Linked DNA regions of Mus musculus: region 1 is linked to region 2. A link is a contact called in public promoter capture Hi-C data. All regions are on one chromosome and are shown on one strand. Each heading gives the region's core, a stretch centred on a gene start, on an enhancer-like site or on the middle of the called end of the contact. The rest is flanking DNA. Distances are from core to core; before and after follow the strand shown. Region 1 overlaps Lclat1 (lysocardiolipin acyltransferase 1). Region 2 has its middle 31 kb from the start of Lbh.

Region 1 (4,746 bases), core at 1,013-3,512, 250 kb after region 2:
AGAGGTCGCATCTCTCCGATGTCTCTGGGCTCCTTGTCCCCTTTAAGGTCTGCAGCTAGTTGCAACAGAAATGCTGCCACTAGTCTGCTCGTGCCCAGGACATTCACAGCAGATGCAGAATAGCTTACTGATTTCCATGTCCAAGGTCTCTCCTTGTATTGTTGGGAGAGCTGTGGGCATTTGACTCAGTGCCTCTGATAGAAATGACACAGCCCCTTCTGTAAGATTATCTACTGGATATTGTGTTGTGGGATACATCTGTGGTTGCTGGAGGGCTAGAGAACTCACTGATCTTAAATTTACTCCTAGGAAAGTTGTGTTTATATAGATAAATTTTTTTGTACTAGTCTGTAAATTTCCAAACAGAGCTGAGAATTACATGTCCTAACATTTGCTGTCATCAGAAGATATTTCATGATCTCTACTAGTCAAGGCCAAATTTTTGAACACTTTATTTTCCAGTTGTATTTGCTGAGTAACGAGTTTGGTTCTTCTTGGAATTTGTAAAGTGACCTCATGGAATGGAAAAAGAAGTTATTGCCAACAATTGGAACATATACTTGTCTCTGTAACTATATTCAGCCAAATCATGTTCAGATGTGTGTACATGATGTGCTAATCATGTGTCTATTTTGCTGTGCAGTGGTCTGGGTAATATTAGCCACTCTGTGCTTGAGCAAGGCAGGTATTTTATTTTGCTTTCAAAGCCCAAATTATTGGATTAAAAAAAATGTTGATTTGATTGCTAGTTATTTCTTCAGGGTGTTTAGATTTTGTATTTTGTTAATTTTTCATGTTATTAGTCTTTTACGTTTAAATTGTTCTTATGTCAGGATTTTATGATTCTTAGTGCTGCTTGGGATTGAACCTAAGGGGCCTTGCACGTGGCAGACAAGTGACATTGAACATCCCCACCTCACATAAAGATGGTCTTTAGTGAAAACTTTAGCTAATTAGTTTTTTGTTTTTATATCTCAATTTTCATTTCATATCAGTTTTTTTTAAGCCACCTAAGTAATTTTAAAGTTGGGATATAAATTTAAGGATATTAAGGCTTATTCATAACGTAAATTTACATCTGTCTCTATCAACCTATATACCTACCTACCTACCTACCTACCTACCCACCCCCCCACCCAGCCAACTTCAGATATTTGTAAGGGATTATCTCAAATGTTTGCATTGTGGGCTGGATAAATGGCCCAGTGGTTAAGAGCATTTGATATTCTTGTAGAGGACCTGATTTGGGGCCTAAATCTGTAACTCCAGTTCCAGAGGATCTGATGCCCTCTTCTGGCCTCCTTGGACACTGCACACTGTCACACAGACATGCAGGCAAAGCACTCATACACATACTCAGAATGTTTGCGTTGTCTTTGTATACTGTGTAACAACAGAAAAGTGCCTTCTGGGCATATGCAGGGTCTCACAGTGTAGTGGCTAGCCTGGAATTCACTGTGTACACTAAGCTGGTCATGAACTCCTGTAAATCTGCCTGTCTCTGCCTCCCGAATTCTGTGATTGAAGGTGTCACCATCATACCTGGTCATAAGTGTTATTTTTGTACAAGAAGTGCTTAATGTTTTTCCTTAGCTTTTACCTTATGGCTCCTAACAGTCTATTCTTTTTGTCTAGAAAATAATAAGGCTAGGAGTAATGATTTTGCTGAGAAGAACGGACTTCAGAAATATGAGTATGTTTTACACCCAAGAACCACTGGCTTTACCTTTGTGGTGGACCGCCTAAGAGAAGGTAAGTTCTGATCTTAAAATGTGTGGTTTGAAATAAATGTGACACAAATCGCTGAGCTGTGTATGTATATCTGACGTGTAGTGAGCCATATGAATCCAATGACCTGTGACAAATAGTCACCTTCCTCTTCTAAATGTTTCATGTCATAAAATTGCCTGTGCCTAACATGAAAGGCCTTGAAACCTCAAGTAAGAGAAAGTGTCTTTCCTTAAATGGCATCACTGTTCTTTGAGTCTGATGTGTTTTAAGATACAAACTATAATTTGCTAAAATGGAGCCTTTTACATCGAAGTACCGTGATTTTGAAGAAATATTTGCTACCAGCCTAGAATCACATTGGGATGGTAAGACCAAACCTGTCTATGGTCAGTTTGGGTTATTTTTGAAATTCTGTGATTATAACTACTAAGATGTGGTCTGTGGTCTTGACTTTTGCGTTGCCAATGCCTACTGCACACCTCTGCCATCAGCTTGTAGAAGCTTGTAAAGGTGGAAGTCTTTGTCTCTGTATCTGTGCAGAATGGCACGAAGGCATTCAGGTAGTGCCTGTGTTCTCACTTCTGTCTCTCCTCTCTCTAACTTAGACTTACTCTTCTCAGTCCACAGTATGGTTTCCATTTCATGCATTTAGTCATTTCTTTAACTGGGAAGCTAGCACATTACTGTATTTCTTAGTTAATAGAAAATGACTTTTACTCACACAATTATCCTAAGTACAGACAAGATAATGGAGATTGTTTTATAGTTGACTACCCATCTAGAAAATATCTACTAGCAACCTGGTTAACTTTGTTGCACACTTGAAGTGTATATTGCCTAGTTGATACTCAGAACACTAGTCAGGAGCCACAAGTAGTAATTAATTGTTCCCTGCCAGAACTGGTGACTGACTCCCCACAGCCAGTTTATCATTTAAAAAGGAGAAAGACAGATGATAATTCTGCTTATTTCATTTAGAATTGTGGACTAGAAACCTATATACTATAGTGAAAAGAAAAAACATGTTGATGCTTGTTAAAGTAGTAACAACAGCCACTAACATTGAGTTTTTACAAGTGTGGGGCATTGCACTGTTTGTAGTGTAAAGTTTACTTCCTCTTTAGAAGCCTGCAGAGCAGTTCTCAAGTATCACACAGAGCAAGGGCAGACAGCAAGAGGAAGAAAGTCATCAGTTGCTGGATAGTGTGAGACTGAGTAGCATATGCTCTCATTTATAGTATAATAGGAGTTAGTCTCCAAGCCACAAAGACACCTTAGCAGGAGTGAGCTGCGTGGTTTTAAGAGAGGATTGAAAAGAAAGGCAGGCAAAGGATAATGGAAGGGTAATGGTCTCAGGTAGGTGTGGGATGCTGCAAGGTGACAGCAGGAGCAGGCGTGGACTGAGGAGGCACACTACAGTGTTGAGGACAGATTTGGTCTTTTGGCAGAAGTGAGATCTGCACCAAGGGTCACAGTAAAGAGGGTCTAAGAGGCCACTGAGTCCACAGCATTTTTTTTTTTTTTTGAGACAGGGTTTCTCTGTATAGCCCTGGCTGTCCTGGAACTCACTCTGTAGACCAGGCTGGCCTCGAACTCAGAAACCTGCCTCCCGAGTACTGAGATCAAAGGCATGCGCCACCACTGCCTGGCACACAGCATTCTTTTAGGAAAGGAATGTAAGACTCAAGGAGGCCCAGCTCAGCTTTCTGATCTTTAAGCCTTGAAGATCTGCTTTTACAGTACCCTGTGAAAAGAAAGCTTGCTGGTATAACAAATGACCATTATAACCACATTTCAGCAGTATTTCAATGGACCCCCAGGAGCCACACATTAAAATAATCAACCTAAAGCACCGCTTTCATGATTCTCACTTGCAGCGGAGCTCAGTGTGGCTGCTGTCTGTTGCTAGGAAGTGTGGGCAGGCAAACGTGACTTAGAACATCAGGAGTTAAGGATAAAGCGAGAGCAAGCTCTATCTATCTATCTATCTATCTATCTATCTATCTATCTATCTATCTATCTATCTATCTATCTATTTATTTTTGAGACAGGGTTTCTCTGTGTAGTCCTGGCTCTCCTGGAACTCACTTTGTAGACCAGGCTGGCCTCGAACTCAGAAATCAGAGAGCAAGCATTATTTAGCTAGAGCGGAGAGAGAACAAGGAAAGGAGCCCATGTTTTTCTTTAGACTCGGTTTACCAGGGCTGAGAATACTTGGCAATGTGACGCTAACTATGTAAGTAGGGTTGTTTGCAACAGTAACCACAGGGTTTGCCCTGAGTGCCTTCCGTTGTACCATCTGTGTACATGGTTTATCATTCTGCTAGAGTCTTTCTTTTTGGGGGATGTGGAATCGCCCTGCAAATGAATCAGCATTAGTTGTGTTGACTCTTAAAATATGCCAGAAAGTGGTAAGTACAAGCTATTTTCCTAGCATGCTTTTCAAAACTTTATATATTATACTCATAGGTCCTTGTTACCAGCAAGTCATACAGGCGTCTAATCACAGAAACCACAGAAACTTCCATTATGCGAGTGTGTGTGGGGGTATGAGTGTGTGTGTATGTGTGTGTGTGTGTGTGTGTGTGTGTGTGTGTGTGTATGTGTGTGTTTAAAAATGGAAATAATCCAGTCTCAAAACTAGTTACCAACTTAGGGGAAAGAAATTCCTTTTTAACTATATGTTATAATAAAATGTATAATGTTATCTTCAGCCTTGAAATCACTGTCTGCAAACACTATTCATCATAATGTCTGGTAAAGTTTTATTATAGATGATGGCTATTGTAATAATTATTTTCACCAGGAGGAGGCACAGGTGTGCACATTTGAAAGCACTGAGTCTTATTGAAACAAGTTGAAATTAGGCTAGACTACCCAGAGTAAGAGATAAAAAACATTTGTTTCAGAGTATGATCCAATTTGAAATATGATTATCTTCAAGAAGTTTATTGTCTTAATGGTTAGAGATAAGAATAATACACATTGAAAACTGTCTACATTAACATGCATGTT
Region 2 (4,576 bases), core at 344-2,843:
GATTGCTGTGGGGACCATAACACCTTTGCACTAGACACTTGAGAATCAGTGACTCACAACATTCATTTGGTAGAATCCCCTTCTCTCTCTCTCTCTCTCTCTCTCTCTCTCTCTCTCTCTCTCTCTCTGGTCCAAATGCCTGATCCACTTCTAACCAAGATGAGAGTCCATCTACCAAACCAAAGAAGCTGCTAATGGAGCCGCGCTTTCCTAGGCGTGCACCTGATGTATAGCAGGTGATCTCTAGCATTGAGGTCAGGAGAGAGGGAGACTCATGTCTCTCTCTCAGTACCTGGATGGCAGGCTTACATTGCACAGCCGTTGATTTGCAATGTTTCCTTGCCCTTTTCTGCCGGAGAAAAACCAACTAAAGAAACAGAACAAATTTATTCTTCTCTCTGTCTGGCTCCCATTTACAGAGCTCTGCCCCCCTCCATTTCTCCCATCTCTGACCACACTTCTGCAAAGTGTGGCTTTGCATATAGGAAATGATCTTGTTTCACATAACTAGCAACGGTGGCGATGATGAACAGCAGTAGAATGCAGGGTCTTCATCTTTCAAGTCCCATTGGGCAGCAAATTGATGATTTGCATTTTGCTATTCTTCTCTGTTAAGAGGACATTTTCGATGTATCTCATCAACAAGGAAGCTGATGCCAGAGAGCTTCACAATACACTGTGTTTGCAACCAAAAAAAGAGGAAAAAAAGAGCAGTACTAGAATCAATTATATACTAGTAAATGTGTTAACAGCCAGCTAGCTGAGAGAAAGAGCAAGTAAGAAATGCAGCCCCTCTAGTTTAATGTCCCCAGTTACCAAGGAGCAAATGCTTTCTCTGCGGCCAACTTCATAAAACTGGCATGGGACCAAATTTGACTCTGCTGAGCACATCTCTGGAATCCCAAATATTCACCTCCTAAGTCATAAGAACACAGACTTAGATTCCTTTTTTTTTTTTTTTTTTCTTTTTTTTAATTAAAGGAATGAGCCTATCTCAAAAGCAAGAGCTATCCCCAGGTCAGGAAAGAAAAACTACCGCAAAACAAATATCTGGTACAGTATTTTTTTCAAACTGAATAATGACTCAAAATAGTTGTAAAAATCAACTTGCTTATTTGTGGGGTTGCAACCAAGATTTTTTCAAGAAAGAAAAAAAAAAGGGGGGTCAGAGGACAACAGAAGAAGAAACAGCAACTATATATTTTTTTTGGGAATGTTGGTTTTCTCCATGGATGTGGGTGGCTATCTGTGCTGGATATATATATATTTGCTGTGTCTCACAGTCAAATGCTTAAGCACCAACCTGGTGAATCTAGCTCTCTAGAAAGTTGTATATAAGAGAGTCACAATTGGGAGGGGGGGAGGATAAGTACCCCGAGAACCCTCTCTGCACGGGAAATGGATCTGGGGCAGCCCAGGCAGGGTACGGGCACAGGGTGAGGGTGAAGGGCTCAGCAGACCTCTGTCCCCTGTTCTCCTCCAAGGCTAAGGGTGAGCTACAGGAAGCAAGTGCCACCAGAGCCTGGAGGACAGAGGCAGCGTGCATGAGAAGGAGAAAGCTCCACCGGAAATTCGCTGCAAGCTAGCTGCCTCGGGAGCCCACCACAACCTTTACCAGACAACCAGCACTGCAAGATAAAAATAACCTCACGGTCTCGGCCCTGCTGTGCAGGGGCAAGGAAGAACACACCATGTAGGGGGCTCTCATGTCAAGGGGCTGGGTTTGGGATCATGCAGTTGACACTATGTGGAGCCACAATTTCCTGTTCTACAATTAAAGGTCAGTTTTCCTACCCAAGGATATCAGGACCTGGAACCAGGAGTGGGATCCTCTAGGTATAGAGTCTCTGTTCACCTGTTTATTCCTTAGCCTAGGATGGCTTTGTTTGTTTGTTTGTTTTTGCTTTGTTTTGTTTTTTAATGACTCGTGCTATGGACTGGGCAAATGGTTCAGATGGTAAAGTGTTTGTCTCAAAAGTAGGACTTTAGTTTGGATTCTCAGTGCTTCCATAAAAAAAGCTAGGCATGACACTGTAATCCCAGGGCCAGGGAGGCAGAGACAGGAGGTTCCCTGAGGCTCCTGGCTAGCTAGGTAGTCTAGCTGTACTGGTGAGACTCCAGGTTCAGTGAGAGATCCTGATTAAAAAACTACAGTGGAGAGGCAACTGAAGACACACACACACACACACACACACACACACACACACACACACACACACACAAAGAATAATATTAAAAAGTCACTCATTTTAAGACCTTGTGGTTGGGGATGCATCCTTATTCTCTATGCGAAAGCCGGGTTAGCAGCTTTTACTCAAAGGATCACCCCTCCAGAGGGTGCTCTGGGGACAGCGAGAAGCCCTCTCCTTAGCTAATGCCTGCTCACACTTTAACCCCAAGGCTCATTACCTTAGTAGACAACTTACCTAGAAGACTCCACTCTCAGAAAACAAAGAGCTGGAGGTTTCATTTCTGCCTGGTCTCAGAGTATGGTGGCTCGTGAGTGAGCCAGTTTAAGCCTTGCTTTCAACTTCTCTTGCCTGTCTTAGAAACCACCACATCCCTCAGTGATGAACAGTGCTCAGGAGGACATTGTGAGTTTGCAAGGTGCATTTGCTTGCTTTTCATTAGTTTCTGTAGCGTTTCTTGAACAGGCATCCACACCACTCAGGAGTTTGAGAGAAAGAACAAATTGACATGTATGTTGTCATAAACAATTAAGTGAAGTTTAGCATTTCCTGCCATCAGGGGTGTAGGGGACAAGCCACAGCAATGTCAGCGGGACCCGCTTTTCACCAGCAGAAGTCACGAGTGCTTTCTTTTTTTTTTTTTTTCATGCCACACTTGTTGTGGGCATCATGAAATAACACTTGTCGTCATGGCAACCTCAAAACACACCTGCTGCTGGATTGTACCGTGCAGTGCTTTAAGAAAGAGGAGATGTAGGACTTTTCCATGTATCTATGTGTTTCTAAAATATCTTTCAATAGCTGCATCTTAGCAGAATTGATGTTCTTTGCAGCTTCCTGCATCTTAGGGTATTTAAAGCATTATTCTGAAAGGAGAATCAAAACTCCCTCAAGTTTCTGAAATGATTCACGACGCGCAAAAGAATCCCTCTGTCCCTCCCTCCGTCCCTCCCTCCCTTCTTGCCTAAAAACTGGTGGTACTGTGACCCTGAGCAGAGCCATAGCCGTGTACAAAGGCAAGGAGGATGTACCCCTATTCCATAAGGCCCAGGGAAAAACAAGAAAATCAACAACTGCACAGTAACCTGGAGGTAATCCATGGGTGGAAGTTACACAAGAGGCATGACTGAGAAGCCAGGGAGAGCTTGTGGAACTTGGGGTAGTGAGGAACTGGTAGCTGCCACCTTGTTTCTTTCTCTGAATGCCTGGTCCACTTCTAACCACGATGAGAGTCCATCTACCAAACCAAATAAGCTGCTAATGGAGCCGTGCTTTCCTAGGCGTGCACCTGATGTATAGCAGGTGATCTCTAGAATTGAGGTCAGGTGAGAGGGAGACTCATGAGACTCAGGAGGTGTCTTGGGGTTTTACTGCTGTGAACAGACACCATGACCAAGACAACTCTTATAAGGACAACATTTAATTGGGGCTGGCTTACAGGTTCAGAGGTTTAGTTCGTTATCATCAAGGCAGGAGCATGGCAACATCCAGGCAGGAACTGAGAGCTCTACATCTTCATCTGAAGGCTGCTAGAAGAATATTGGTTTCCAGGCAGCTAGGATGAGGGTCTTAAATCCTACACCCACAAAGACACACCTACTTCAACAGGCCACACCTACAACAGGATCACACCTTCTAATAATGCCACTCCTTGAGCCAAGCTTATATAAACCATCACAGGAGGCAAATAAAACATGCAAGATTTGAGCCCCATCCCAAGCTTTATAGGAGGAGCAGTTGACTGCTGGGAAAGGAGACGCTGACCAGCTGGGCTGTGGAACTGTGGAAAGCAGACTCCCAGACCTGTAGAGATGCCTGCCAGTTGTGCAGCCTTTGTGAATTGTCACCTGTGATGGGGTGGGGGTGGGGTTGTCACCTGTGATGGGTGGGGGTGGGGTTGTCACCTGTGATGGAGTGGGGGTCTTGTCACCAAGTTGGACTTTGGTGCAGCGAATACTTTGGCGTGTTGTGGGTTCCCTTTGTGGGGTAGGTAAGTCAGCCTATCTAAGTGCCACCCACAGCCCCAGACTTGGGAATAGGGTGATGGACTGGTAGCCCATTTATCTTGATCTTAGAGGCTCCCTGAGACACAGAACTTTCACTAATGAAGTGAGGATATCTATCCCAGAGCAGGCCAGTATGGCTTTTCACTCTACTTGGAAGCCAAACCCATCTTTCACTCAGGACTCATTTGGCTGGCTAGAACTGGAGGGAAATTTTAGCTTCTCCAGCAATCTCTTCAACTCTGTCCACACTTGTCTGGGTCTCTCTCTCTGACTCTCCCATTCCCTCCTCCCAACCTTTGCTTTAACACTCAAGCTTGCCTAAGTCCCCTGCAACTGCACCAAAGACTCATCTTTCCCTGGGGTCTTGTTGAGCTTCACACA

What was found. Promoter capture Hi-C pulls out the DNA fragments that hold promoters and counts their contacts.
Region 1: a promoter capture Hi-C map of the HPC-7 cell line shows a contact between it and region 2. The contact joins two enhancer-like sites. A contact is called at or near these places in 4 of 39 promoter capture datasets (the C10 cell line, the HPC-7 cell line, HPC-7-derived erythroid cells and 1 more), 1 of 15 datasets of contacts at CTCF or cohesin (large pre-B cells), 3 of 115 datasets of contacts at active chromatin or transcription factors (DN3 thymocytes, double positive thymocytes and large pre-B cells) and 1 of 9 other capture datasets (liver).

What each region holds. Positions count from the first base shown.
Region 1 is chr17:73,195,044-73,199,789 of GRCm38.p6, forward strand. Lclat1 (lysocardiolipin acyltransferase 1) reads left to right here. Exons shown (of 6, transcript NM_001177967.1): 5 at 1,636-1,752. Among named protein-coding and RNA genes, the nearest start is that of E330032C10Rik, 54 kb to the right of the region's middle. Within about 2 kb of position 2,263, at least 17 of the 459 cell types and tissues checked have an H3K27ac peak or open chromatin away from gene starts, as enhancers often do. A contact at or near this core is called in the HPC-7 cell line, where this site is marked.
Region 2 is chr17:72,946,783-72,951,358 of GRCm38.p6, forward strand. No RefSeq gene overlaps it. Among named protein-coding and RNA genes, the nearest start is that of Lbh, 31 kb to the left of the region's middle. Within about 2 kb of position 1,594, at least 87 of the 459 cell types and tissues checked have an H3K27ac peak or open chromatin away from gene starts, as enhancers often do. A contact at or near this core is called in the HPC-7 cell line, where this site is marked.